2 separate regions of the Oryctolagus cuniculus genome follow, and region 1 is linked to region 2. Evidence: chromatin contacts called from public Hi-C data. All regions are on one chromosome and are shown on one strand. Each heading gives the region's core, a stretch centred on a gene start, on an enhancer-like site or on the middle of the called end of the contact. The rest is flanking DNA. Distances are from core to core; before and after follow the strand shown. Region 1 holds the start of ARFIP2 (ARF interacting protein 2). Region 2 holds the start of MRPL17 (mitochondrial ribosomal protein L17).

What was found. A called contact is a pair of places that touch in the nucleus more often than the background predicts.
Region 1: a contact with region 2 is called in a Hi-C map of psoas muscle, with 4 times the contacts expected there. The contact joins the promoter of ARFIP2 here to the promoter of MRPL17 in region 2. A contact is called at or near these places in 2 of 6 Hi-C or Micro-C datasets (ear pinna and psoas muscle).

The regions. Positions count from the first base shown.
Region 1 is chr1:60,402,303-60,409,545 of mOryCun1.1, forward strand. It overlaps ARFIP2 (ARF interacting protein 2), which reads left to right and starts at 2,240. Exons shown (of 7, transcript XM_051851314.2): 1 at 2,240-2,434; 2 at 3,219-3,359; 3 at 3,589-3,685; 4 at 4,409-4,527; 5 at 5,464-5,621; 6 at 5,769-5,943; 7 at 6,397-7,162. The coding sequence starts at 3,261. The coding sequence ends at 6,552. It overlaps TIMM10B (translocase of inner mitochondrial membrane 10B), which reads right to left and starts at 2,213. Exons shown (of 3, transcript XM_002708763.4): 1 at 2,096-2,213; 2 at 1,818-1,913; 3 at 1,298-1,627. The coding sequence starts at 2,122. The coding sequence ends at 1,451.
Region 2 is chr1:60,197,092-60,204,137 of mOryCun1.1, forward strand. MRPL17 (mitochondrial ribosomal protein L17) reads left to right here and starts at 5,347. Exons shown (of 3, transcript XM_002708772.5): 1 at 5,347-5,612; 2 at 5,841-5,909; 3 at 6,239-6,782. The coding sequence starts at 5,439. The coding sequence ends at 6,526.

The sequences.
Region 1 (7,243 bases), core at 990-3,489, 200 kb after region 2:
AAGATCGGCTACTTGAGAATTTCAACTTTCTAATTGCAAATGAAAAAAAAAAACTGCTTTGTGGGTCTTTGTAAAGAATTCTTTTATTGCTGTGACAACAAATGCCTAGAACATCAATTCCTCTGTAAAAAATGAAAGTCACCTGATGAGGGATGGTCTCGATTAGAGAGGAGAGGAGGTGGGAAATAACTGCCTTGGTGAAGATGAGAGAGAACAGACCAGGAAGCCATTCAGGGCTGTATGTCAGTAGTGAGGGCTTTGCTGAAGCTGGAAGCCTTGACTATTTGGTAGTATTCATTACACAACTGTTTTTCTCTACAAGTTTGAGTGGAGGATTAGAAAAGATCAAACAAGTGGGATGATAGAAAAAGGAGGACATCCTCCACAAGAAAATGGGGTGGAAGGCAATATGTCATTCAGACTGCTGAATACAGAAGAAAAGGCAGTTGGTGGGGGGGTGGGAGTGCTAACTAGAAAAGAATGGAGAGCATGGGACTAGAAATCACAAAACAGGCATACTGGACAAAGTCAGGTCCGGGGTAGAAAGCTACAATAAGATTATAGACAAGTACTGAAAGGTTAAGGTAACATTAAAAAGGTCCCAATGATTTTGTTTTATCCCCTTTTTCATAACCACCATAATCTACTTTTCCTTTTTTTTTTTTCCCTAAGTTTGACTATATTGAAGAATATGGTCTCCAAGTTTGACCCTTACGGATTGCTCCCTAAGACAAGGAAACAGCCCTTCTTTGCTTAAGGTTTTACTGCTAAATCAAGACAGAAATACTAAGAAAACAACAACCTGGGGAAATAGATAAAGTTCCAGAACACCCAGAATTCTTAACAGATTTCATCTCTGTTCTGTATCTCCTGACTTCGTAAGGAAGCGGTACCTAAAATCCCTGTGGATGTTGATCTATTGTTCATACACACACACACACACACACTTCCTTTCCCTGGAACCAGCAGAATTAAGACACAGTCCACAAAAACAGTCACATACCAATCCACATTTGACTCACAGGTGCATCTTTTAAGGCAGACTTAAGCATGGCCAGACAGGGCTCCCATTTTCTGCCATCCGGGAAGGAAACAATTCTATTGTTACTACCGACCTTGATCTTGTCCCTACAGAGCCTGACTTAACCAGCTGCCTGAACACCAGACATTTTCCTTCTACATATAGAAAACACTTCCTCAGTGGTCAGGGCTGAGGCCAGCAGATATGCACTAAACGACAGAACAAAGGATGGTGCCTACAGTGAGCAAAGGTTCCCTGCCCATAATATAAACCAAACAGAGTAAAAGGTGGGTTTATTGGCTCCAGGAAATGGAGCAACGGTACCCAACTTTCAGGCAACCCCTCGTGCAGGCTTCACCTAGTCAAAGTCCACAGGGTCCTTCAATCTGAGGGCCCATCCAAGGCCTTCCCTTTTGGGACTGGGGGTGGCTAGCTGCTGGACGGTGAGCCTGCAGGCTGTTCAGCGGCAACACCCGGCACAGCTGAGGCAGCCTCATAGTCTGCGATGCGGCGCTGTACCAGGGCAGGCATGAGCTGCACGTAAGCGGCCATGAGGCGGTGGTTGGAGTGGATCAGCTTCCCAGCACAGCTGTGTAGACAGGCCTCCTGAAAGGAAAACAGAGGGGTTAAGTAGAGGCCAAAGTGGTCCCGTTAGGCCCGGCTTCGTCCTTCCCCAACCGCAGCCTAGGGGTGAGGGTGGTGGGAAGGCCAGGCCGGAGAGGAAGGGGAAGGGGGTGGAGGAGGCAGACGACCCGTAACTGAGGATCGAGGGTAACGTCCCTACATAGTTGCCCACCTCCTCAGCGTCCAGGGCTCGGTGGTGCAGGCTGGGCACACAGCGCTGAAAGCAGAGTTCTGTCATCCGATTGTAGACCAACAGGAAGTCCCGCAACTGGAAGAAAAGGGGACCAAGAACTCAGCGATATGGGCCCCATACCTCAAGGCCCCGCAGCCACAGGCCTCCCAGGACCACGTTTCATAGCCGTTTGTTCCCAGCCTTGGCATCCCTGGCTCTCTGCAGTTCCTGCAAAGCGAGCTCACGGCACGGCTCTAGGGCGACTTAGCAGCACTCACGTTTCTCAGTTGTTGCTGTTGCTCCATCCCGCCAGGCGCTCACGCCCTACGTCACTTCCGTTTCAAGGTCTGGGTACCGCCCCGGAAGTAATCTCTCGTCGCTCCCCCGCCCTCCCCCCCACCAAGGACTAAAGGGTTGGCCCCAGGATAGCCCTGCCCCTGGCTGCTACGTCACCTCCGCCCTTAGAATCTGCGACGTGGCCAGCTTCTTCTGCCCGGAGAGGCCGTCACTTCCGCCGAGTCCCTGACCTGCTGCTAGGATCGCGACGGGAACTGGAACCGGAGGTCCCCGCGCCGCTCGGGCCTGGCGCCCTGAGGGGAAGAGCTGCCCGGCCCGAGGTGAGAGGGACGTGCCTGGGCGAGGGGAAGTTGAATGCACGGACCTGTCCTGAGGGCAAGATGCCCCTGAAAGATAGGCAAGGATGAGGACACACCTGATGCCCAGGTGTGTCGGGGGGAGGGGAACAGGGACTCACACACCTGAGAGACACAACTGACTTTGGAAGGGATCACCTTTGCTCTGGGGAAGAGAGGCTTTTACCAGCGACCAGCTGTTTCAAGCGAGGCCTGGTGCGGAGGGCCCCTGGAAGAGGAGGTGTATGAGATGGAGGGGGGAGACCACCCTGAAGGAAGAGGGAAAGAACATTTTAGGAGTATGAAAGGCGGAGCAATAGAGAGCATACCTGAGTGGGGAGAAAGCACTGGAGTGCTGGAAGGGGGCTTGGCTCCTGCTGGGAGTAAGCGCACCTGCATGGGGCTAAGTTCCAAGAGACCGGAGACTTTATCTCTCTTGTTCAGTGCTGTGTTTCCATTGCCTCAGATAGTGGCTGTCACATAGTAGGCACTCACTAAATGTCTGGTGAATGAGTGAATGCATGAACAAGCACCAGGTCCTGAGGTTGGGAGGTGGGGAGGCTGTGAGAAGACACCTGAGGCTTGGGTGTAGGTGTGTAGAAATGTGCGCTTCGGTGGGGGAGAAATACATATGCCTGAGGAAAGGAGTGGTGGCTGAACTCCAGGACACTCAGCCTGGGACTACCTCTAAAACATGAGAAATGGCAGGAGCGGACTCTCTCTTCCAGACTGCTGGCCACTTTCCAAAACTGTCTGTTGGGCTTTGCAGGGTGCTGGGGTGGAGACTTTGGCTCCAGCCCCTTCCCTAGCCATGACGGACGGGATCCTAGGGAAGGCAGCCACAATGGAGATCCCTATCCATGGGAACGGCGAAGCTGGGCAGCTTCCTGAAGATGATGGGCTGGAGCAGGTGCTTCTCTTTCATTCTTGTTTCAATTCGGGAATCCAGTTTATAAAACCTGGGCTCTCACCCCTATTCCAGCAACCTTCCTTAGCTTATCTACCTCACTTCATCCTTTTTACAAATCTTCATTCTGATTCTGTGCAGACTTCTCTAGTGTACTGTCTGTGGTGCTTCAATCCAAGCTTGTTCCCACTCCCACAATGCCTCAGCTGCCCCCCTCTTCTCTGGCCTATAGGACCTCCAGCAGGTGATGGTGTCAGGACCCAACCTCAATGAAACCAGCATTGTGTCTGGGGGCTATGGGGGCTCTGGTGATGGACTCATCCCCACAGGTATGAATGATCAGAGACAGGAAGCCTGAGTGGGGAGGGGGGTAGGAGTGGTTTGGAGGAGCATGGTATACAAGTGTATCTCGGAAAGCTTGGGAACTTCTGCTCATACAAACCCCATAGAGTCCTCTCAGCCCAAAGCCAGCTCCCAGGGTTTGCTGTCGGCTTCCCACTTACCAGTTAGCCCCTGACGTGGCATTTTTGTCCTTTCCCTGCTACAACCATCTGAACCAAGTTAAGACTTCTGGTTCACAAAAGTTCTCCTGCTCTAAAGCTTAAGCCTAATTTGGAACTCTGTGAGGCTTCTCAGTTTTACTTTAGACTCTAAAGTTTAGAGGAACAAACAGTCCCGGATGTCACTGACTGGGATTCCACATGGAGATGCCTACCAGATTTCCAAGGACTCACCATCTTTGACACCCCACCCCCAACACAATGTATTTTCTTGTTGTCCCTGCCCTGCATACCAGCAACACTCCTCCCAACCTCCCTCTACCCCAGCACACACACACACACACACACACAAAGGTAGCCAAATGTATATTGGGATTGGATTCTCAGGGCATGAGGTACATACATGTCCCTTCTAGTGAGCAGGAGAATTCAGTTGTCTCAAGCTTCCTTAGGGAAGTCATTTTCATGTGCTGGAAGGAAAGTATGAGTGAGGCCTTAGAGATGTCTGATTGTATCTGAGAGCAGCTGGTGTCAGAGAACTTGGTCCTTTAGGGTCTGGCCGCCATCCATCTCACAGCACCACTCCTCCTGGCCCTGGGGATGAAGTGGCTCGGGGCATCGCTGGAGAGAAGTTTGACATTGTCAAGAAATGGGGCATCAACACATATAAGGTGGGATTTAGCCCCTCTCCCTTCCCCAAAACTCCCCCTGGGTACTTTTTCCCCCAAATCCTAATATGCCATCTATGGCTGAGACTAGGAGCCTGGGGGTGCTGGAGTACGTACCTATTGGGAGGGAGGCAGGGTGCTAGGGTTTCTGACCTATTCCCTCACTTCCCAATCAGTGTACAAAGCAACTATTATCAGAGCGATTTGGCCGAGGCTCCCGGACTGTGGACCTGGAGCTAGAGCTGCAGATTGAGTTGCTGCGTGAGACGAAGCGCAAGTATGAGAGTGTCCTGCAGCTGGGCCGGGCACTGACAGCCCACCTCTACAGCCTGCTGCAGACCCAGCATGCACTAGGTGACGCCTTTGCTGACCTCAGCCAGAAGTCCCCAGAGCTTCAGGTGCCTCAGCCAGACCAAAGAGGGTTGGGGGACTGGGCCCTGGCCCTTCCAGACAGTCACTCCTCAGCCTCCCTCCCTCCCTCCCTCCTGCAGCCCACAGGGAGAACCCCTTCAGGGTGGGCCAAGCCCTGCCCCCAGCAGCACTCACCTGTGGAGGCAGCCTAAGGGTTTGTACAGAGGTCGAGATGTTGGAAGGGGTGGGGGAGGGGGCACACTAGGTGCCTCACGAGTAATCCCTCTCTACATTGTCAAGAATGCCCTTGGTGCTCGGCCTAATTGGAGCTCCTCCTGCCTGCTGCACTAGCTCTTCCCCATTCTGGTCTTGTGAACTTATCTGAGACACTCCCGCCCTCCACAATCCTACCCCAGACATCCCCGGGTTGCCCTACTAACTTTGTGGCAAAGAGAGCCTTGCTGCAGGCAGTCCTTGGCTGTGCCAGTTTTGGTGGCTGTTTCCTCCCTGGGGAGGAGGGGAATAAAAGGTTCTGCAGCTCCACTCGCATAGAGACTATTACTCAAGGCTGGTCTCTTCTGCCCTTAGGAGGAATTTGGCTACAACGCAGAGACACAGAAGCTGCTGTGCAAGAATGGCGAGACACTGCTAGGGGCTGTGAACTTCTTTGTCTCTAGCATCAACACATTGGTCACCAAGACCATGGAAGATACACTCATGACTGTCAAACAGTATGAGGCTGCCAGGTGTGGGCACTGGCAAAGCCTAGGTTTGGGGAGTTGGCTGGTATGGGTGGAAGTTTGGGCATTATGGGCATAAGAAGTCAGGAAGGAAAGGAGAGTGTATATTGAGGACAAAGGGATGGAGACCAGCCTGTATCATCCCCTCCCCAGGCTGGAATATGATGCCTACCGAACAGACTTAGAAGAGCTGAGCCTAGGCCCCCGGGATGCAGGAACACGCGGTCGACTCGAGAGTGCCCAGGCCACTTTCCAGGCCCATCGGGACAAGTATGAGAAGCTGCGGGGAGATGTGGCCATCAAGCTCAAGTTCCTGGAAGAAAACAAGGTGCTAACCCCACTCCCTTGATCCTAGCCCACCTTCCCTCAGAAGACACAAACCTTTCCCTCAGGCCCTCCCTGTTACTGGATGGGGAAACGCAGGCTACATAGGGGTGAGATGTTTCCCTCAGCCCCTTCAGCTCCTGGGCCTTTCTAGGGCACCCTCCATTTAATCTCCAGACCTTTTCTGTTGGAGGATCTGGCTGCTGGCCCAGGAACATAACTGGGAAAGGTCACCCGCTGAGCTGGGGTACCAGGACCCAAGGCCCAACAGTCAGGTCAGACTTCTTCCATCAGAATGACTCTTCTCCTTTGACTCCCTGGGTAAAGTTCAGCCCCTAAGCCACAAGCAGCATCAAAGCAGAGTCCATGTGCCCCAGGTCTGTGCCCAGGCCCAGGCTCACAGCCCCTCAAGAAGGGCTCCTGAGTCTGCCCTTATCTGACCCCGCTGGACCCCCAGATCAAGGTGATGCATAAGCAGCTGCTGCTCTTCCACAATGCCGTGTCCGCCTACTTTGCTGGGAATCAGAAACAACTGGAGCAGACCCTGCAGCAGTTCAACATCAAGCTGCGGCCTCCGGGAGCCGAGAAGCCCTCCTGGCTAGAGGAGCAGTGAGATGCTCCTAGCCCAACTTGGCTGTCAAGAAGGACATTGGAACGGGCAGCCCCAGGGTGGGGGAGATTGGACACGGGACATCCCTTGCCCTCTGGCTTGGGCTCCCATTCCCTGGCTGCGGCCTGATACCAGTTTTGCCCACACTGCTGTGATGGGAAGAGGGCCTGTAGGCCCAGAAGCTGCTGCCCTGTCCTTTTATCTTGCTGGCCATGGGCCTTCATTCCCAGATCTTTTCCTTCCACTCCACAGCCAAAGGCTATGACAGAAACCACTCCCTGGCCAATGGTATCACTCCACAGACCTGTCCTCAGTTCCTGGAGTGTGCCCCCTGACCAAAGGCAGAGCCTCAAAAGGCCCTGTCAGCCAATGGCAGCTCTTCTTGGGCTCCCCTGGGCCAATGATGTTGCCTCCAATACCCTTTGTCCCTCCTCTATGCGTGTCCATTGCAGAGAAGGGGACTGGGACCAAAGGGGTGGGGTTAATGGGGAACCCCATTTCTGGCCCTGCATCTGGATGGGCCTCACCTCCCCCACCCACCACCCAATTTAATTGTGCTCAGAGCCCAGGTGGATTGGGATCTAGCACTAGGAATAAACCTTTCATAAAAGCAGGCCCAGTGAGGTCAATTTGTGGGGGACTGTAGGAGGGAGGTCTGGGTGGAGAACCGTTCAGTCTAATCATACCAAAGCCT
Region 2 (7,046 bases), core at 4,097-6,596:
CTGATTCTATCCAAATTCTGTGTCTGTCTGCAGCCCTAGACCATCTTGCTTTTGTTGAATGTATATCAGGAGCTTATTTTCTATATTCAACAGCTTTATAAGGTCTCTTGTTTCTCTTTGAGATGTATTTTAATTTGTTGTTATCCTAAATAACCTAGTGACTCTTATTGTGAAAAACTCATTTTAACTAAGCTTAATACGATCATCAATCTATCAGGTACTAGAGACAGGCTGTAATTTGTACAACTCTTCCCAGATCAAGATTTAAGGAATAAAATCAGTAATTGTTTTGGGGCCCAATCAACAACTGCTTACCAGAATCACCACTAAATCCCTAACTGAATACTGAGTTCCCTAGATTGACTTCCAGAGCACTGCCTCAGAGAAGCTTCCACAGAATAGGATGTCCCAGCTGCTCCACTTCCAATCCAGTTCTCTGCTATGTCCTGGGAAAGCAGTAGAGGATGGCACAAGTGCTTGGGCCCCTGCACACATGTGGGAGACCTGGAGGAAGCTCCTGGCTCCTAACTTTGGATTTGCACAGCTTCAGCCAATAAGGCCATCTGGGGAGTGAACCAGGGGATGGAAGACCTCTCTCTCTCTGCCTCTCCTTCTCTCTCTGTGTAACTCTTTCAGGTAAATAAATAAATTAAAAAAAAAGAATAGGATGTAAGCAGTCAGGGATTCTCTGCAGTGGTGTGGGCAGACACAACCCTCTTCTTCCAGCAAAGGTTATGAAAAACAACCAAAGATTCTTCTGAAGATTGGGATCTTATTCAGCAGACTCACAAAACATTGCTTGAGATTGCTTTTCTCACTCTGAGAAACTGACTATAGTTACCACCAACACCTCCTCAGGGGCTCAACCTGGACTCGGATTCATCAGAGTTGCTACAAGTCCTAGTTCAGCCAGAATACTCAGATAGATCCATTCTGAGTACCTTCCCTGGAGGGTCAGCTGGACACTCAGAGCTAGTGAGTAACACAGGTTGCAAAGTGAGAACAGGGGCCAGCTCTGTGATATAGTAGGATAAACCTTGGCCTGTGATGCTGGCATCCCATATGGGTGCTGGTTCATGTCCCAGCTACTCCTCTTCTGATCCAGCTCTCTGCTATGGCCTGGGAAAGCAACAGAAGATGGCCCAAGTGCTTGGGCCCCTGCACCCACATGGGAGACCAGGAAGAAGCTCCTGGCTCCTGGCTTTGGACCAGCCTAGCTCTGACCATTGCATCCATTTGAGGAGTGAACCAGCTGATGAAAGACCTTTTTCTCTGTCTCTCCTTCTCGAAGGAAGGAAGGAAGGAAGGAAGGAAGGAAGGAAGGAGGGAGGGAGGGAGGGAGGGAGGGAGGGAGGGAGGAAGGGAGGGAGGGAGAGAGGGAAAGAGGGAGGGAGGGAGGGGGGAGAAAGGAAGGAGAGAAAGAGATAAAGGAAGAAAGAAGGAAAGAAAAAGAGGAAGGGAGGAAGGGAGGAAGGAAGGAAGGAAGGAAGGGGGGGGAGGGGGCTGGCGCCATGGCTCACTTTGCTAATCCTCTGCCTGCAGCGACGGCATCCCATATGGGCAGCGGATTCTAGTCCTGATTGCTCCTCTTCCAGTCCAGCTCTCTTCTGTGGCCCAGGAGGGCAGTGGAAGATGGCCCAAGAGCTTGGGCTCCTGCACCCACATGGGAGACCAGGAGAAGCAACAGGCTCCTGGCTTCAGATTGGCACAGCTCCAGCAGTGGCAGCCATTTGGGGGGTGAACCAACAGAAGGAAGACCTCTCTCTCTGTCTCACTATCTGTAACTCTACCTGTCAAATAAATAAATTAAAAAAAAAAGAAGGAAGGAAGGAAGGATGGATACCGTCCAACTTGGGTGCAGAAATAAGGAGTTGAACAGTCTTCAAAGATTTTAAAACAGTAATAAAATAACTAAAAGTTAATCTGCTTTTTATTGTCATTTATACCTACAACAATTCTAATGTAATGATATAATAACCCTCAATAAAAAAGTTTTCTTGGTCTAATTTTCTAAAGACTTATTTATTTACTTGCAAGGCAAAGTTACAGAGAAAGAGAGGGAGAAACAGAAGGAGAGATCTTCTATCCACTGGTTAACTCCCCAGATGGCCACAACAGCTGGAGCTGGGCTGGTCCAAAGCCAGGAAGGAGCTTCCTCCAGGTCTCCCACATGGGTGCAGGGGCCCAAGGACTTGGCTTTTCTCCACCGCCTTCCCAGGTACATCAGCAGAGAGCTGGATCGGAAGTGGAGCATCTGGGACGCCAATTGGTGCTCTTGGTCTAATTTCTATACAATTGCCAGAGCAAGCATTAGGTGTAGAGGTTACAACGCTGCTTGGGATGCCTGTATCCCACCCATGTCATAGTGCCTAGTTTGAGTACTGACTCCTCCACTTCTGATCCAGCATCCTGCTAATATCACCCTGGGAGGCAGCAGATGATGCCTCCACCAAAAACCTGAATTAAATTCCAGGCTCCTGGCATTGACCTGGCCCAGTCCTAGATGTTTCAGGTATCTGAGGAGTGAACCAGCAGATGGAAGAACTCTGTCTCTCTCTGCCATTCAAATAAAATGATAAAATAATGTAAACAGTTGCTATGATTACCACTGAGTTTTAATCATCTGTGTGCAGGTTTCAGATTATCACTATTTTTTAACATATTCTTTAAAAATTCTATGTAGAAGTTAATGTGAAAAACTAGTAGATACAGGCCAGCGCCACGGCTCAATAGGCTAATCCTCCGCCTTGCAGCGCCAGCACACTGGGTTCTAGTCCCGGTCAGGCCGCCAGATTCTGTCCCGGTTGCCCCTCTTCCAGACCAGCTTTCTGCTGTGGCCAGGGAGTGCAGTGGAGGACGGCCCAGGTGCTTGGGCCCTGCACCCCATGGGAAACCAGGAGAAGTACCTGGCTCCTGCCTTCGGATCAGCGCTGTGCGCCTGCCGCAGCACACCGGCCAAGGCGGCCATTGGAGGGTGAACCAATGGCAAAAGGAAGACCTTTCTCTCTGTCTCTCTCTCTCTCTCACTGTCCACTCTGCCTGTCAAAAAAAAAAAAAAAAAAAAAAAAAACTATACTAGATTTAAACTTTTTTGGAATGAAAATAAACATCTTTATTTTGCAAAAAATATATAAATAGATATAATTTTCTTCCTTTGGGGAGTGAACCAGTAGATGGAAGATCTCTCTCTCTCTCTCTCTCTCGCTCTCTCTCTCGTTCTCTCTGTCTCTTTATAACTCTGGCTTTCAAATAAATAAATCTTTTAAAAAAAAGATAACAGTTTGATACTTCAATTATTTTCACCATGTGATACATCTATAACAGATCAAATGTCAATGCCAATGTTGATTTTCTCTGACTTCTGCTAGGCTCACCCAAAGCCAGAAGCCAGGAAGTTCTGGGTCTCCCATGTGGGTGCAGGGGCCCAAGGACAGGAGCCATCTTCTACTCCTTTCCCAGGCCATAGCTGAGAGCTGGATTGGAAGTGGAGCAGCCAGCACTCAAACCAGCATCCATATGGAATACTGGTACTAAAGGCAGCAGCTTTACCCACTATGCCACAGTGCCGGCCCCTACAGAAGAAAACCTTAAAAGTTTTTCCTAATTAGAAATTTAATTTTCCTAGTTAGAAGTTTTCCATGAAAATATCTAAACTGAATTCTTCAACTATGAAAATATTTGAAAACTGCACAAATGGTTCCCAAAGAAAAAACATATAATATAGAAGGTAACTTCTGAAATTTACTGTGAAGTATGATTTGTATAAATCCTTGCCAACATCCCCATGTTTATGACTTTTCTTATGACTATCTCTTGCTTCATGTGAAAGAAAACTTACAAAATAAAAAAAAAAATACTAAGTGTTATTTGGTCACCTACAAGCAGAGTGACAAATATTAATTACACTGTCTAAAGAACATGATTATGTATTAGTTATGAAGGGCCCCATAACAAAGTAAAACAACCATGGGGCTTGAAACAACAAAATCTATTGTCTCACATCTCAGGAGGTTAGAAGTTAAAAATTATAGTGTCCACAGGTTATGTTCTCTGAAAGATCTAGGGACGGATCTATGATGTTCTTTTAGCTTCAAATGTTTCCTGGCAATCCTTGGAGTCCATTCCTTCACTTGCAACTATATAGCCAAACCCTCTCTTGATGGTCACAAGCCATTCTCCTTGTATGTCTTTGTCTTTGTCAGACAATCTTCACCCTGTGTGTCTGACTCTTCAAATGCCTTCTTTTTACAAACTCGCCATTTTTCATGAACTGTCCTTCCTATTTCAGTATGACCTTACTGTCATTGATTACATCTGCAATGACTCTTTCCAAATAAGGTCACATTCTGAGGTGGCCGGGGGTGGGAGAAGTGGGGGGATGACAGTTCAACCCACAAAGAATAATACTGATACTCACTGTAAATTTGGAGACGTTGTGGGGCTGACACTGTGGCACAATGGCTAACCTACCCGTTACGATGATGGTATTCTATATCTGAGCAGCCGGTTGGAGTTCTTGCTGCACCATTTCCCACCCAGCTCCCTGCTAATTCACATGGGAAGGCAAGGGGAGATAGCACAAGGACTTAGGACCCTGACACACACATGGGGGCTCCCATTGGAGTTCCTGGCTCCTGGTTTCTGCCTGGCCAGACCCGCCTATTGCGGCCACTGGGGAGTAAACCAGCAGATGGAACTTCCACATCGCATCAAATCTCCAAACCCCACTGCCCCATCGTCTGCCTTTCAAATATTTAAATGAATCAAACTTTTCAAAAAATTAAACTTGCAGAGTTGAGATTCAAAAGTAAACTATAATGTTATTGTACATGAACAGATAATGTGTAAGTATGCTTTTACCCTTTCGAAAAATACAGAGATGTAATTCTAAAATGCTAGCCCATTACTCTGTCTTTTAGCGCTAGGATTTTTAACTGCGATGACTACTTCAACAACAGAAAAGTCTCACTATCTGAGTTTCTTTCCTGGGCTTCCTGGTTACTCCTTTCGCCATTACTGCTACCGGCGGCCCGCGCTCAGTCAGCTCGCAGCAGCGCGACCCCTCCAGGCGCGGCTCCCTCAGACACTCACTTTCTTAGCCGCTCCGCGGAGGAGCTTCCCGTCCGTCTAAACCCCGCCACGTCGTTTAGGAGGACCCGATGGCCGCCGTTTGCCACACTAGGTGGCGCCTCGCTCCCTGGCTCGCCGCGGAGCACCCCCTCACAGCGAGGGACGCTCGCCCGGCTCTCCGCCTCGGGAAAAGCTCAACTCCCCTCCTCCGCCCTTCCTCAGATTGCCAGCGAGGCACTCCGTGATGCTCATGCGCAAACACGTCCGCCACGCACCGGGCGACGGCGCATGCGCCCCGCCGTTCCTCCGCCTGGCCCCTCCCCTGGCGTTTCCAGTTCCGGCCTCTGAGGGGCGGGGGCGCTGCGAACATGCGGTTGTCGGTCGCCGCCGCCGTCTCCCACGGCCGCGTATTCCGCCGCCTGGGCCTGGGACCCGAGTCCCGCATTCACCTGTTGCGGAACTTGCTCACGGGACTGGTGCGACACGAACGCATCGAGGCGTCATGGGCGCGCGTGGACGAGATGAGGGGCTACGCCGAGAAGGTAAGGAGCGAGGCCGGCCTGTCTCCGCGCGCGTCTAGGCTGCAGGGGCGGGGTCTGGCTGAATTTGGCGAGGAATTGGACTGCTCTGGTAAACCCTTCCCCAAGTCTGAATCACGTAGGATCCTAGACTGAGCCCAAACCGGAGACGAGTAAGGGCTGCGTAGTCGCGGGCGGCCTGAATTAAAGACCCTTGAGTGGCGGGATGAATTGATTGCCATCTCCTCGCAGCTCATCGACTATGGGAAGCTGGGAGACACCAACGAACGAGCCATGCGTATGGCTGACTTCTGGCTCACGGTGAGTGTGACCCGTCTTTGCCTCCCAGATGCACTGCTTGCTCCCTCAGAGGAGGGGATTGTTGGAGGGAGGGGGCCGGGCAGAGTTAAGCTCTGACGTGTGGACCACTGTTAGGAACTAAATTGGAAACTTGTGTCTTAAGTTGAACCCGGTGCGACTACGCATACGCCAGAATGACCTGTGAATGGCCCCTCTGTGTAATACTTTGGGGGGGACGTGGGGGAGGTCTGTGTACATGTGTTTGGACCCTACCTTTGGGAGTAGCTGAGAATTAAATGCCTCTGCAGTTGTACCTGACTCCACTCTCTCCTGAATAATTCTCCCTCTAGGAGAAGGACTTGATCCCAAAGCTGTTTCAAGTCCTGGCCCCTCGGTACCGAGATCAGAATGGGGGCTACACGAGAATGCTGCAAATCCCGAATCGGAGTGAGCAGGATCGGGCCAAGATGGCTGTGATCGAGTATAAAGGGAACTGCCTCCCACCCCTGCCTCTGCCTCCCAGAGACAGCAACCTTACACTCCTAAACCAGCTGCTGCAGGGACTGCGGGAGGACCTCAGGCTGAACCAGGAAACAAGTATTCACAGCTGCCACACAACTCAAACACCAGGAACCTAACTGGGGCTGATGGGTCTGCAGCTCTCATTGGTGCCACTGATTACAGGCCTCTGCTGCTCTTTTATTAATGTCTGAGAAGACCTAGAGTGAGAGTTCTGGAATGGACAATCTTAATGGGGTCCAGAATCTTCTGGCCCTTGACCTGCACAGTATATAAAATTCCTTAACGTGAATATATGTAAATTGATTTTTTTCTTCTTCCTCTGAGGTTTCTGGAGAATGAAAACTAAATGCTCAATCTACCTGAGATAGTAAATTCATGGCTTGATTTTCTGATTCTTAGTTTCGGGTTCCGTGTGTTTAGTATAGTTTATTTTTGTTAATGCCATTTTAGATGGGACACATCTTACAATTCCAGTGTTGCTCCTGAAGGTGATTATGTTTTGACACCCAGCATAGAGAGTGAGCCGTTTAGATTCCTTAGAGAAAGATTACTTTTGATGGGTGGGGCAGTAAAATCTACAAGTGAAACTTTGTCAATCCACTTTCCTAGGAACCCTCAGGAGACCCTGACACCATT